Regions from separate parts of the Capra hircus genome. Here region 2 is linked to region 1. A link is a contact called in public Hi-C data. All regions are on one chromosome and are shown on one strand. Each heading gives the region's core, a stretch centred on a gene start, on an enhancer-like site or on the middle of the called end of the contact. The rest is flanking DNA. Distances are from core to core; before and after follow the strand shown. Region 1 holds the start of SNX30 (sorting nexin-30). Region 2 overlaps SNX30 (sorting nexin-30).

Region 1 (7,765 bases), core at 2,408-4,907:
TTAGAATTTGATAAGAGAAAATTGCCTTTCTGAGCAACTTTTCATCAAACAGGAAAATTTTCCAAAGTAACAAGTTTAAAAGTGCTATTGACACAAACAGGCACATCAATATATGATTTAGAGAAATGGGTGGAGCTATGAGAAACAGTATTTCTTAAAGTATAGTCTGTATAGACCAGAATCAGCTAGGATGTTGTTTTTAAGAAATGCAGATTCCAGACCCCATCATCCCTAAATCAGACTCTCTTAGGTGGGTCTAGAAAGTTGCATCTTAACAAACTCACTGGTGGTTCTTAGGCACCAACTCCACCATCTGTACTATATTCCCTGCTGCAGAGGGTCTCCATGTTTTCAAGCTTGGAGCTTCTACGTGGAAAGATGAAACAATCCTATCACTTACCCACAAGCTTCTCTGCTGTTTCTGGGGTAAGTTCTAATTTCTTGTTTGCAAAAGGCCTCCAGTGGACCTTCTGGCTTTTGCTTTTTCCTGGGACATCACTGGCTAAATTCAACTGTGCACACAATTTTGCCTCTGTTGGTGATAGCGCCTTCTCAGTTGCCCCTCTTGTTGGAGGCGGCCTGCTGTGGCTTTCTACATGTCACTCTGAATGCCCTCTGAAAACCTCCTTTGTCCTCATCAGCCGTCCACTTCAGAAGTCGTGGTGTTATTTTGAGGCAGGGTTTGGGATGTCATATAAAATAAAGCCATGATTGTATGAAAAACCAGAAGAGGATAAGCAGCTAACACAAACATGAATAAGGCCTAAGCACATGCTGTACCAGGGGAGGGAAAGAGAGAATGCTTCACTGTGACTCTGCTTTGTTTCTGAGGTCTGGGTGCTCATGGAAAGCCCTGAGACTTGCTATGACGTTTCAGGATTCAGGCATACTTACCGAATTCTGGGGCCCAAAGCCCTGTCTTCTGAAAGGTTCCAGCTTATAGACAGCGGTGAGGGGATTGGGAGGTGGGGGAAGGCCCCATGCTGTGTTCTTGGGTCCTGGTGGTACCTCCCCTATGCACACACATCCAGTGCATTTTCCTCAGAGCTGAGCCCTAGAAACCCAAGCTTCCCTCTATAAATTCCAGTCAACAGTACAACCTTTTGCTCCGATGCAGACACTTCACATTTCCTCCTTGCCACCATGTTGCTTTGAAAACCTTTTAGTAGACGCACAGGCACACAGTCCGGAACACTTGCTCTATTTCAGTGACAGTTTTCCACCACAAAGAACACTGAAATACAACAGGAAATGGTGAATATGAATAGGCAGTCCTAGGCTAAATTGGAATGGTGGAAACTGTATTCCAAAATGTTTTCCACAGAAGTTCACTTTCTTTAGTTTTGATGACTACCCACTGGATCATTGTGGCCGCAAGCCATTGACCAACCAGGAAACTAGAAAATAAACTGTTTCATATGGGCTTTCAGAGACTCTGTTTTGTTTTTGGTTTTTTTAAATGGTAGGAGCATAGAAAAATGATACACTGACCCCAAATGAGCAAATAGAGGAGTTTGGAGAGTAGCATGTTTATGAAAGCTTTATGATTATCATTTCATAAGAATAGTAGAGAAAGCACAGAGGGAAAGAAAGGGGATTAAGATTTAGGGAACATCTATCCATGCCAGCATTTTGCTGGGAATGTTAGATAGCAAATGCTATTTTGTTCTCACATCCACCAAGTAAAGGAAGTTTTATTACCTGCTCCTTGTCCTTTTTGGTTTAGGAAGTGGGTTCATTTAGGTTAGGTAACTTGCTCATGGTCACCCACTTAGAGTTTGCAATCAGGAATTCAAATATTGGTCCCTTTTCACTCTTACTTGGCATTCTGAAGAGAAAGCTGTGTGGAGTCTGAATAAAATAAGACCTTGATTATGGGAAGGTGGCCTGGGTGTTAAAGAAAAAAAAACACCATTCAATAAAAAAAAAAATATCTGTTGTACATCTATAGAACTCTCATGTCTAGTTATATTCATGCTATTTGCTTTAATTGAAAGAACAGACAACAGGGTCTGTCATAGTTGTAAGTATCCCTTGAATATAAAAGTATTAATTTTATGCAACTCCAAGATGGCTGGACACTGGCATTCCTGTGAGGTAGATTTAGTATTTAAAATTGTTCCCAGTATCCTCTGAGCCCTGTTCTCCTCCACCAAGGCAGACCCGCGTTGGGGGTCGGGGGAAGGGAATAGATGATAACTTGAGGACTAAGGTCAGATGATTTAGACCAGGGTAAATAAGGGAAGGTCTCAGTGAATTCCTGGGAGATGTTTTGGGTCAGCTTTAGCTCTTGGCATTCTCCTCCTGCTAAAGTATCATTTGTTTGTTTGAAAAAAACAAAAACAAAAACGTGATGGAGACCACAGTGAATCCCAGCTTCAAGACTAGTCAGGTGATGGGACTTCCCTGGTGGTCCAGTGGCTAAGACTGTGCTCCTAATGCAGGGGGGCTGGGTTTGATTCCTGCTCAGGGAACTGGATTCCATAGAAAGCAACGAAAGATCCCCACCCACTGCAACTAAGACCCAGGGGAGCCAAAAAAAAAAAAAAGATTAGTCAGGTGAAACTGGATAGACCTAAAGGGTTTGGGAAATAGATCAGGAAATGCGGTCCCTTATAAGGGCACCCCTCCCTGTTACTGTAGTATCCAATCTCTTCTAACATGGGCTGATGACCTCTACTGACTTGGCCCTGAACACAGAAGCGGTGAAGCCAGGTAAAGTGGAGAAAGAAGGTGAACTTCCATCTTCAAATAGCCAAGTAACGCCTTGACTATCCATCCGGCTAACGAAGGTCAGAGTCCAGCCCAGCCAAAAGCCTGGAAAGGAAGCACAGAAGCATGAAAACCAACGACAGGGAACCTCACGATGCTTTCAAACGGCAGTTCGGTCAAGGTGTGCCTTTAAGAGTCATAGATCAAGTGTAGCACTCGCTTTCTATTTACTGATGCTCTCTCTCCTGAGGTTCTACCTTACATAAACCCGGTGAACTGCAGAAGCAAGAAGGCATAGGGATCTCAGCGTGCCTCTGATGAAATCCACAATGCCTCCTCGAATTCCCTTGTAGGTTTCCCCGCCCGATGTTCTCTGTGCTCAAGGAGCCTCATAAGCTTTTATGCCATTCTTGCTTCGTCGTTCTTTCTATCTCGGGTTTGAGAGGCCAGAAAATCCCAACTCACGTGCGTGTCCCTAAAGCCCCCGCCCGAGTCCCAAGCGTGGCTGCCCCTGGGCGCAGCAGTAAACGCGGCTGGAATAGATAGAACAGGGCCCTCCAACGTCTGTTTCCACCTCTGATTTCCGTTAAACATTAGCTCCGGGGTGTGCGCGCAGACCCCAAGAGGCCGGCCTCCGGGAGACGAGCTTGGACGCTCGCCCGACCGCCGCAGAGGGCCGGGGTCGCACTTCCTGCGGGACGGCGGGCGGGGACCGAGCTGACCGCCTCCCCTTCCCCGCCCCTCCCGCGCTCTCCCCGCCCCCTCCACCTCCCCCTCCCGGGACCGCCGGGCGCCGCGGGGGCGGGGCCGCGAGCTGGCTGGGCGGCGTGGCGCTGCGGGCCGGGCGCCCGGGCTAAGGTGCGAGCGGACCCGCCGCAGGCTCGGGTGCCGAGCGGGGGCGCGCGGCGCGGCTCGGAGCGGAGCAGCCCGGCCCAGCCCAGCCCAGCGCGGCGCGGGCAGACGCAGCCGGCGGGTGGCGGTGGCGGCGGCTCCCGACCCCGCTGGTGCTGGGCCTCCGATCGAGCGCGGCCTCGGCCGGGGCGCTGGGGGAGCCCGCGGAGGCGGGCTGTAGAAGGAAGCGGCGGCGGCGGCGGGCGCGTCCCGAGCCGAGCGCGCCATGTCTGGCGGGCCCCCCAAGGCCCTGCCGTCCACCGGGCCCCAATCTCTGCGCGACATGCCGCACCCGCTGGCCGGCTCCAGCAGCGAGGAGGCCGTGGGCGGCGACAGCACGCCCAGCCCGGACCTGCTGACTGCCCGCAGCTTCGGCGACAAGGTGGGACGCGCGGGGCTGCGGTTGGGAGACTGGTTGGGCTCCCGAGGGGGATGAAGCATCTAGAGCCCGGCTGGGCACCGGGCCGCGCCCACCCTGCCGCCCGTTTCCCGGGGGCCGGCGTGCCCTAGCCCCAGAGCCTTGGGAAGAAGCGTCTCCTCTCTGCCGCCCCCGCGGGGTCGCAGTCGCGCAGGGGGAGCGGCCAGAGTCGAGGGGCTGGCCGGGCTTGGCTGGTCTCGAGCGCCAGTGACAGCTGGTGGGGAGGGGTCCCGCCTGCTCGCTGAGGCTGGAGGCGTGTGTGCGGTGCTTGGCGCCTGTGTCCGGGGATGGGGTCCCGGTTCCTCCAGATGCAGTCACTTGTAGCTCCGCCAGTTTGCTGGGACGGCAAAGAAAAAAGAGTTAATGGTTTTCCGTGGTCTTAACTGCCAGAGGCTTCTTACCCCCCGTCTGTCACGTGGGGAGTGATCTTTGTTTAGGTTTGCTGTGTGCCCAGGAGAGTCACCTGACTCAGATCCCCGCCGGCTGCGGGAGGAGAGTGCCCCTGTGGTTTTCTGTCTGGGGCTCCATTTACCTCTGACGGTCTCCCACGCTGTTTAGGCTTGGCAGAGGCTGGTTTTGTGGCGGATGGGAAGAAAGGTCGCCCATTGACCTCGTTTGTGTAGAGGGAGGTTCCTGATTCTCTTAGAGCAGCATGACCCTCCTGCTGCTTTGAGGCACGGGAGAGTCCAGTGAAGGGTTAGGGGCGGACGGCATCTCCCTTCCCCCCACAGGCATCTCAGCTGTGATCAGGACTCAGCAGTGATTGTATCAGCGCTGCCGTGGTGACTTAGTCACTAATTGCAGAAATTAGAGTTGTTCTCAACACCTGTGATCAGGATATTTACTCTCTCCTAGTAAAATACTAAATGAATGCCTCTTTGTCCCAGTACTAAATGAAATCAGGAGACCCAACTTTCTTTCCCCCTTAGATGGGAGGACATGTGGTGGTAAAATGAGTGTGAGAGCACTGAGTAGTCAGAATAGCCAGGGAGTGGGACTTGATGAACCTTCCCAGGAGCTTTGTGAAAGCAGAGAGTAGAGTTGGGGGAGCAAGGGGAGGGACAGCATTAGGAGTAAGGAAACTTATAAAGCTAATGAAACCAATGGGTTGAGCAACTGGAGGTATGTGCATGTCTCATTGTAAATATTTCTCTTTATTTTATAGAAGATTATAAACTATATGAAGGTTTCAGTTGCTTGGAAATACCTTGCCTATATTTGCTATTTAATAAGTAATTGTTGAATGATGATAATTTGTTGCTTTCTTATGGACAGAGAACTTGGTCCTGTGTGTGCATGTAGAATAGGAATTGAGGTTAAACTTAAGATTTCTTTCTCAGGTCTATATAGGATAGTGAATTAATTATCTATGGCTGTGTAACCAATTACTCCAACATTGAGCATCTGAAAATAGTGTCTGGGTCAGAAATCTGGGAGCAACTTAAATCTCAGTGGTTCTGACTCAGATCTTTCATAAGCTTCTCTTCAAGCTTTGACATAGGCTGCAGTCACTGAAGACTGGATTAGAGGGTGGATTCCAGCTTACATGCTCACTCACTTGGCTGTTGTCAGGCCTTCGTTCCTTTCCATAAGGCTGCTTCAGGTGACAACTGGTTTCCCCGAGAGCAAGGAATCCAAGAGATGGAGAGATCCCAAGATGCATAATCTCAGAAATGATATAGCTGAGCCATATTCTGTTGGTCACACTGGTCATCACTGGTGCAGTCTGGGAAGAAGGTATGAATCCCAGGAAGTGAGAATTGTTGGGGCCATCTTGGAAGTTGATTGCTTAATGAACCACTGTTGGAGGACACCTGACTTAGAAGTGTGGGCATTTTTGCTAAGTACTGAAAGGACAGATGCCCTGTACCCCCAGGATCTAGTTGGTGTCCCTGAAGTAAAGCTTAAGTCTAATTACCCCTGGCTTCCTTTACAGGGACAGATCCCTGAGAAAGGCAATCTTGAAGGCATTATTATTAATTATCAGAATATTTAATAAGTCTCATTAGAGCTATGAGGAACATCAAAATGACCTCCCTCCCAAGAGCCTGATTTATAGTGAGCCACTTTTCCTTAGAGGCTTACTGAGCAATAGAATTTCTTTCTTTGACTGGGAGGAACATTTTCCTTGAGTCTTGGCATACACATATGTTCTCATAACTCTGGAGAAATTTCTGCAGAGAGAAGCTTATCAAGCAACAGAGGTGAATCAGGACCCGTGGAAGGAAGCCTTTCCGTTGTCCCGGTTTCTCTTGCCCAGGAAATATCGGGGTCGTTGGAGGGCAGGTAGGAGCATTGAGTGCTATGGTCTGTCTTTGAAAAGGAGCCTGTGTCTTCTTGCCTTTTGGGGCCTTGGGATTGTGACCCTGGATGCCTGACTCATAGTCCGTTCTGGACCTGGAGAATGAGTGTTTGACAGGCTGCTCATAGTGCAGGGTTATTATGCAGAGGGGAATTGCTTTCTGTAGCGCTATGAGAGGGAAAGCCTTGCGTCTCAGTCCAGCAGACACTTCTCAGTGGCCTCTGGGGTTTGGGGAAGGAAGGAAAGACCAAATGTGATGGCCTTTTCACCCACAGTCTAAAATCATTCAAACCTTGGTGTGAAGGGCAGAATCCTTTCTATCGACCAAGGGCTGCTCGGAATTCTTTTATGCTGGCTAAACTCACCGGGTCTTCTGGCACTGTATCTTTTATCGCCACCTGAAGTGTAAGTAAACCACTCAGCCCATTTCTCTTTTTTACTTTCACCTGCAAACCACTCTGGGATTGCTTCTCCCCTAACTCAGCCTCCAGCTCTTGTGTTCCTCCCAAAACGTAACACCAAGTCCTCTCAAGCCCCACCTGTGGTTAACACCTCTACCCACATCCTTAACCTCTTCACGGAGCTCTTTCACCTACTTTCTGCTCCCTTAGATCACTACTTCCCCTTCAAAGTCTTCAAAACGGAGGTATCTTTTCCTCCTCCACTCCACTTATTTCAAGTTCAGGCGATGGGGGTCGGGGTCCTTTCCTCCTCCACTCTGCTTATTTTACGTTCAGGAGATGGTGGTCGATGTCCTTTCTCTCCATTGCCTTTTAAAGACCAAGTGCTGCTCCTTTGAGGCTCATGTCATTGTATTTGCTCACTCAGAATATGTTTGAGGGCCTCCTACAAGCCAGGCACTGTTCTAGGACCTCAAGTCAACCAGCTGAAAACCCCTGTCCCGGTTGGGTATATTTTTAGTGATTTTATGTAATGCTGTGAGTGAGTGAGTAAGTGAAGCCGCTCAGTCGTGTCCGACTCTTTGCGACCCCATGGACTGTAGCCTACAAGGCTCCTCTGTCCATGGAATTTTCCAGGCAAGAGTACTGGAATGGGTTGCCATTCTCCAGGGATCTTCCCGACTCAGGGATTGAACCCGGGCCTCCCGCATTGCAGGCAGACGCTGTACCATCTGAGCCACCAGGGAAGTCCCTAAGTAGTGCTGTGAAAGGAAGTCAAACTAGAGGGGCGGGGGGAGTGTTCAGGATCACTGACTGTACAGAGGTGGGTAGACCTTATTGAGAACTTGAGATTTGAGCAGAGAATTTGAAGGAGTTGAGGGAGTTAGCGAGTGGATGTCTGGAGGAGTGTCCTGGTGGAAGAAACAGCCAGAGCTAAGTCCTGAAGGCGCCTGCTCAGCATATCAGGGGCTACCTTAGAAGCCTGTGTGGTTGGGGCAGAGTGCTAGTGGGGAGGCCTTGACCATGGATAGAAGGGGAAGG
Region 2 (7,765 bases), core at 3,674-6,173, 61 kb after region 1:
GGCATGAAAGTGAAAAGTGAAAGTGAAGTCGTTCGTGTCCGACTCCCAGCGACCCCGTGGACTGCAGCCCACCAGGCTCCTCCACCCATGGGATTTTCCAGGCAAGAGTACTGGAGTGCGCTGGCTACCATTTGATAAGGGAAGAGGTCCTTTCTCCAGGGAGGGAGTTGCTTAGGCTTCTTAGGATCCAGCTGTGGCCTAGATAGATGGCATTTATTACAAAAGACTGAATCTCTCTAGAGTGAAAGGACTGTAAATTTTGAATTTAATGAAAATTCTTGGGAGAAGCTTCAGTCCACAGTCACTGGGCCCATCAGCCCCTAGGGAGTAAAGAGGCGTTCTTTTGTGGGAAGGTGAGGCCCAGGGGACTGGGTGAGCTCCTGGGTGGTTGATTTTACTGTGGCCCTGTGCTTAGTCTTCTAGCGTGTTAACAAAACGGGCTGGAGATGCTTAAGAGTGACCAAGGAGATATTCGTAGGGTGCAGCGGTGGAAATGGATATTCTTCGTTACTACTCTTGTGCTCCGTTGCCTATTTGTAGATCTGACTTTAGGTGTGTACACATGATCTGGTGATCTTGTGGAACATTCTAGACTGTGGAACACAGTAAGGTGTGAAGTGGTTGCCTCTCATCATGGGATTATGGGTGTACACTTCCTTTTTTATTGTTTTGTTGACTACAGATACTAGAAAATAGAGATAAACACTTATGAGTACTTTATTTTTCTAAGTTAGACTCTGAATTTCAGAGAGGAAAATTTTACTGCAGACTCAGAGTTGGGGTTTTATTGACCTGCAACTGTTACGAGCACTGTGTGTCTTATAACAGACGATTTCCCTCCAGAAATTCACAGTAATGTCTGTGGCCCAGTTTTAACAAGCATGCAGAATTCCAAGGTGAGTGCGTGTTGCTAGCCTCATTCTCAGCTCTACTTTTTCTTTCTGTCCTTATTTTTCCTCTATCTTGCTCACCTACTTCTAATTTATGTCACTTGATCATATTCCAAGTATCACTATATCTTTTCTAGAACAAGAAGTGGTAAAGATAAGTAAAATAAATATTGGGTCAGCAGTTGTGAGCTTCCTTTCTGTTTTATGATTTGTTTTTCATGTTACTGGTTTCCAAAGCATCAAACAAGTTTCACTGATTTCTTAAGTCTTCTGTCCGTAAATGAGTTATTTTTTTAAATGAGCAGGTTTTTTTGTAACTATTAAAAGTATTATACGAGAATATTAGAAAGTTTGGAAGTAAAGTTGCATGTAAAGTAGATAGTTGTCATTATCAGTTCTAGATTTTTCTTCTAACTTTTTATGTCCAAAATTTTAATACCAATGAAATCATATACAATTTCGTATCCTACTTTTTTCTTAAAACTATATTGAAACATTTTTGTTGTTAAAAATGACTTGTAGGCATGATTACTGATAACTGTAGAATAATTATACGATAATTTCCTTGACCATTTTTTTATTGTTGGATATTTAATTTCTTTGAACTTATTTAAATAATATTTCAGTGAACATCATTATACAAATATCTTTGCCACAATTTTAAAAAGTATTTTCTAATGATAGAGTCCTAGACATAGAATAGTAGCAGTTAAAGACAAATATATAAAGGGGCTTCCCAGGTGGCACAGTGGTAAAGAATTTGCCTGACAATACTGGAGACTTAGAAGATGCAGTTTCAATTCCTGGGTGAGGACGATCCTCTGGAGTAGGAATGGCAAACTGCTGGAAAATTCCATGGACAGAGGAGCCTGGTGGGCTATACAGTCCATGGGTTTGCAAAGGGTCAGACATGACTGAGTGACTGAACGCACACACACACACACAAGCCACAAATAAAGGGGATAATTCAGGCAGATATTTTTAAAAGCTTACAATGAGGGCAGCCTTCTTACCAGTGACACTAAAAGTAGCAATGCTAAAGGGGAAAAAATGGATAAATTTGACTATTTAACAATTTAAAAAATTCTGTGTAATAAAAGCTATTTGGCAATTATGATAGGTTAAATGGCTCTAAAGCATTTTCACATATGGAAAAGACTAGACTCACAAATTAAAAATAAACTTCTCTAACAAAAGAAGAAAAATATGCAGCCAACAAATATTCTAAAAGATATTCAATTGAAACAGTCATTAAATAAACAAAACAGATATACTATTTTTCAGTTATAATTCCATCGAAGATAACCAGTACTGAGAATATATGGTTAGAAAATAAATTGGTCTATATCTGGAAATAGTTTGTTGATTAAAAATTAGTATAATCTTTCATATTTACTGTTTCATACTTTCAAGAGAATTATCAAACAGTTGCTCAGTGATGTTTGCTGTAATGATCTATTGATTAAAAAATTAGAAATAACCTGAATGGTTATTTGGTTTAATTATGGTATATCCATGTGGATCATATTGATATAGAAAGATATCCAAGATATATTAAAGAGATATAGAAAATATGAGTGACTATGCATAGAAAAAAACATGGAAACCGTAATATAATTGCATTTTTCTCTGTTTAGAGGGATTATGGGTTTTATTTTGTATTACTTTAATTTTCCTGACGTTTTAAAATAAATGTGTCTAGTCTAAATAAGAAGGAAAAACAAACAACAAAAAAAAGCAATTGCCTGAGAGTAAAATTGGTTACAGCAGAAATAAAACTTGTGTTTCATCGTACATACTGCTTTTTGTGGTTATCAAAGATTGATTTTAAAGTTAGAGTAGAAATGTTACATAGACTATAATTCAGTGAAATGGTTTTGCAAACTATAATAAAGGGGAGCAACCAGTTGATATCATGTAACATTTAGGAGGGCAGAAAGCAGAGCCCTCTTACCTGTTCTGTTTACAATGAAAATGAGTTGCATTAATTTGTCATTGTTCAAAACCTACTTCTCATGAGCCCATAATCATTGGCAAGTCCCCAGACAGAGTCTGTTGGGGGCGCTCTGCAGGGTCTTGAAGCACTTCCGTTCCAGCTGCCTTCCTCCCGCTAGGGGAACCGAAGCTCTGGGAGTCGTGGTGGTGTCCCAGAGATGCTGGGACTGCTCATGCCCCTGCCTCAGGTGCAGGGCCAGGCTCTGTTGTTATTGTTCTTGATGTTGTTCGGTGGCTCAGTTGTGACCCCATAGACTGAAGCACACAGGCTCCTCTATCCTCCACTATGTCCCCGAGTTTGTTCAAACTCATGTGCTTTGAGTTGGTGGTGCTATCCAATCGTCTTGTCTTCTGCTGCCCCCTTCTCCTTTTGCCTTCAATTTTTCCCAGCATCTAGGGGCTAGCCACCCTGGTGGCCTAGAGGTTAAAGTGTCTGCCTCCAATGTGGGAGACCTGGGTTCGAGCCCTGGGTCGGGAAGATCCCCTGGAGAAGGAAATGGTAACCTACTCCAGTATCCTTGCCTGAAGAATCCCATGGACAGAGGAGCCTGGCGGGCTACAGCCCACAGGGTCGCAAAGAGTCGGACACGACTGAGTGACCTCACTTCACTTTCCCAGCGTCAGGGTTTCTTCCAATGAGCTGGCTCTTCGCATCAAGTGGCCAAAGTGCCAAGCTACTGCCCATGTTTCTGTCACCCTTGTGCCTAGAGATTAACAGTGATTTAGATTTAACTTTTTTCCTTCTCCTCTCTCTCTCTGGAGTTCTACAACACTCATTCCTCTGGGGAGCCTTCTAATAAATCATAAATGCCTCATTAAACAAACGTGCCCATGTCTCCCGCTCCTGCCTCTGCTTCACAGGGGAGGGTTGTGTTTCGTGGGCATATGCTGGTGTGCAGAACTTTGACAAGGGGAAAAGAGGCAGGAAGAGTTGGGGTTTTGTCCAAGATCGAGTCCTTTGACTTCACAGTTTTGCTCAGTCTGTGAGCCTGGCTTCTGGGGAGGATGAAATCATAATTTTTGATGCCAGAGCTGTTCACTGGCTGCTTCTGTGATGGATGACTCTTGTTTATGTGTTTTTAAGGTTTTCTTGGTGCCATGGATTAAAACAGACTTTTGATGTGAAAGATTTCAGTAAGTTTATAAAAGATAGCTTGAGCCATTTTTATTCTGTACTTTAAATTCTGAGAACTATGACTGCCATATAGTCGGTACCCTCATAGGGAGAAGTGGTGTATTGGAGACATAATTTTGGTTTGGACTAATTAATGTATAAAAATCTTGCTTTGGTATAAATTCATTTTATTTAGTATTGGTTTTTGTTAAGTGTTGAAATCACATTTCAGAAAACTTAAATTCAGGGAAGGGGATGTGATTAATATTTTTTTCTGCCATACAATGATATTTTAGTATCATTTCCTTCTAGATTAAAAAAAAAATCATCTAAAATGCAGTATAGTTTCAGGCTTATGGTCCTGGCAGGATATGGCAGAATAGGCAAAACCTTTTCTATTTTCATCTAATCTGGTTCCTAAATGAGCAGGTAATCTGTTATCTCTACTTTTTGTTTTTCCTCTGCCTTTGGCAGAACTTATCAGCATATTTAGCAGAAGGTGGAAACTTTTTTTTTTAAACAGAGTCACAGGTTTGGATTCAGTAAGCAAGATTCTCAGTGGAATTACTCTGTGTATGTGTTACTCACTTCAGTCATGTCTGACTCTTTGCGACCCCATGGACTGTAGCCCTCCAGGCTCCTCTGTCCATGGGATTCTCCAGGCAAGAATACTGGAGTGGGTTGCCATTTTCTTCTCCAGGGATCTACTAAAAGAAATTTTCAAAGTTAAGCTTGGAGATGAATCAGATGTTTTCTGAACACAATTTTGGGGGATAGTTCCATTTCCGAGGGGAATGAAATCTCAACATTTTCCATATAGATCCTTGAAATGTTTAACTAGACCCCACGCCTAGACTCGTCATTCCATCCCGGGAAACCCTGCCATGTGGCTGGCGTGTTTGGTGGAAGGAAAGTGTGTTCTTGCCCAGTTAGGTTATCCAGAAAGAGCTTTTTTCCTTCCCTGCTGCCAGGACAGCTGCTCTTTCTCACCCTGATTTTGTTCTGCTCTTCTCATCTGCAGAGTACTCGGGTGGAGTTTGACCTGCCAGAATATTCTGTCCGTCGAAGATACCAGGATTTTGACTGGTTGAGGAACAAACTGGAAGAATCCCAGCCCACTCATCTCATTCCCGTAGGTACTAAGTCAGTACAGCTTGTTACTCACTTTTCCTTCTTTCTCTTTCCTGACTGTTCACTCAACTCTCACCCCTCAAATTATGGGCAAACACTGCCTTAAATTTTATACCAGATCTACCCATCAGCTGTTCATTTTGTGGATGCTGTATAATTATTTCCATTTTGGGTTTTGATTTCTGATCTGCTATATCGTATGCTGGTTTCTTGGGTGGAGTGGGGTAGATTTTCATATTCCTTGTGACAAGGAGATTGATTTTTTTTTTTTAAGTATAGAGAGTTCTAGTTCTCCTTTGCTGCCTCCTTAAAGGCTGGCTGTTGCACCCTTCCTAGATACAGTTCTGAGGTTTGGAGAGCTGCCACCAGGTGGAGAAAGATGCCTCAGATTACAGCTGGCTGGGTTTTCTTGAGACATGGGTAATTCAGGGAGCAGGAGTCTAGCACATAATCCATCAACCATAGCTTTTCCTTTAAAACAACAAACCCAAAGCCGCCTAACTCTGTTTATTGAAGAAACATACTACTCGTCTGTTACTTTAGTTGCACATTAAAAAAAAAAACAAAAACTGGAGCAAATAAAATTTAAAAGACTACTTAAAATCAGCATACATGTGGAGTACTTCTCTGACTACTTTCTCTTTGAAGTATAAATGACTATTTAGATCCTAGATGCTTCTTGAGCTTTGGGGCTTTAGGGAAATTTGGGTCATGAAACACTTCAATAAGGGCTTTCAGTTCAGTTCAGTTCAGTTGCTCAGTCGTGTCCGACTCTTTGAGACCCCATGAATTGCCTCACACCAGGCCTCCCTGTCCATCACCAGCTCCCGGAGTTCACTCAGACTCACGTCCATCGAGTCCGTGATGCCATCCAGCCATCTCATCCTCTGTCATCCCCTTCTCCTCCTGCCCTCAATCCCTCCCAGCATCAGAGTCTTTTCCATGAGTCAACTCTTCGCATGAGGTGGCCAAAGTACTAGAATTTCAGCCTCAGCATCATTCCTTCCAAAGAAATCCCAGGGTTGATCTCCTTCAGAATGGACTGGTTGGATCTCCTTGCAGTCCAAGGGACTCTCAAGAGTCTTCTCCAACACCACAGTTCAAAAGTATCAATTCTTCGGCGCTCAGCTTTCTTCACAGTCCAACTGTCACATCCATACATGACCACAGGAAAAACCATAGCCTTGACTAGATGGACCTTTGTTGGCAAAGTAGTGTCTCTGCTTTTCAACATGCTGTCTAGGTTGGTCATAACTTTTCTTCCAAGGAGTAAGCGTCTTTTAATTTCATGGCTGCAGTCACCATCTGCAGTGATTTTGGAGCCCCCCCAAAAATAAAGTCTGACACTGTTTCCACTGTTTCCCCATCTATTTCCCATGAAGTGATGGCTTTATCTTTCAGTAAAAACCTTGGCTGGGTAACTTCTCAGCACTGCCTGCTGCATCTTCCAGTCATCCCCTCATGGTTGGAAGAGGCTGGCTATGCTGGGAGCTCTCTAGCAGTTTTCTTAATTTTCAAGGCAGAAGTGGCCATGTTGCTAGTGCTGTGAGGAGAATGAACCCCACCTCCACCCCCGCCTCACCCTCCACCCCCCACGCCCTACTCCCATTCCCTCTGCTCTTGAAGCCTAAAGTTTCCCTTTTCCTTTTTCTGATCACTTCAAGACATGCCAAAAGAAAAAAAAAAAGCCAATAGTTTGTAAGAAGTTGAAACTATCCCTTACAGATACTAATTTGGCAAAATTGGCGACTAGTGAATTTTTTTTAAATAAACTTTTATTTTAGAACAGTTTTAGATTTACTGAATTCTTGAGAAGACAGTGCAGTGAGTTCTCATAGACCTCACGGCCAGTTTGGCTTATTATAAACATTTTCTATTAGCATGGCACGTTTGTCACAAATAACGAACCAGTACCACTTTACATTTAGTTTCCTTAGTCCCAGGCTGTTTTGGTTGTGACGGTTTCTCAGGCTTTCCTGGTTTGGGATGACCTGGATCGCTTTGAGGAGTACTGGTCAGGCTTTTTGTGGAATGTTCCTCAGTTGAGATTTGTCTGGTGTTTTGCTCGCAGTTAGCCAGGTGTGATGTGTTTTGCGGAGGAAAAGCACAGAGGTTAAGTACAATCCTCGTTACATCATGAAAGGGTACATACTGTCATTAACAGTATTTATCACTGTGGATGTTAATCTTGTTCACCTGCTTTGAGATAATGCTTGTCAGGTTTTTCCACCGTACAGTTACCCCTTTTTTCTCTCCTCTGTAGAAAGTTGCTCTTTATGTGTAGTCCATACTATGCATAAGGGGAATTAATGCGCCACCTCCTGGCAACTAGGTGAATTTGAAGTTTTGCACTTAAAGATCAAAGTTAGACAGCGACACCTGCTGGTAAAACATAATAGCCTCATGTGTAGACACAAGCCAGAATTAGGAGACTGGAAGTCTTCCAGAATGCCCAAGGTGAATTTTTAAGTCTGTTATCTTTAACCAGTATCTTTAAGTCTGGTTTCCTTTGGTCTGGGTGGAAGCATTGAGTAGAAGGTACTTTTGAAGCATGTAGAGATTTAAATTTCTTCGTAAATTCTTAGTGCATATCTGGGGAGGAGAGAGATTCAGTGTAGGAGAGCATTTCTGACTT

What was found. Hi-C and Micro-C count contacts between places; a contact is called where the count stands out from the background.
Region 2: a contact with region 1 is called in a Hi-C map of liver, with 4 times the contacts expected there. The contact joins the enhancer-like site here to the promoter of SNX30 in region 1. A contact is called at or near these places in 4 of 5 Hi-C or Micro-C datasets (blood and liver).

What each region holds. Positions count from the first base shown.
Region 1 is chr8:101,714,349-101,722,113 of ARS1.2, forward strand. It overlaps SNX30 (sorting nexin-30), which reads left to right and starts at 3,658. Exons shown (of 9, transcript XM_013966270.2): 1 at 3,658-3,985. The coding sequence starts at 3,830.
Region 2 is chr8:101,774,503-101,782,267 of ARS1.2, forward strand. SNX30 (sorting nexin-30) reads left to right here. Exons shown (of 9, transcript XM_013966270.2): 3 at 5,021-5,131. Among named protein-coding and RNA genes, the nearest start is that of SNX30, 60 kb to the left of the region's middle. Within about 2 kb of position 4,924, at least 1 of the 5 cell types and tissues checked has an H3K27ac peak or open chromatin away from gene starts, as enhancers often do.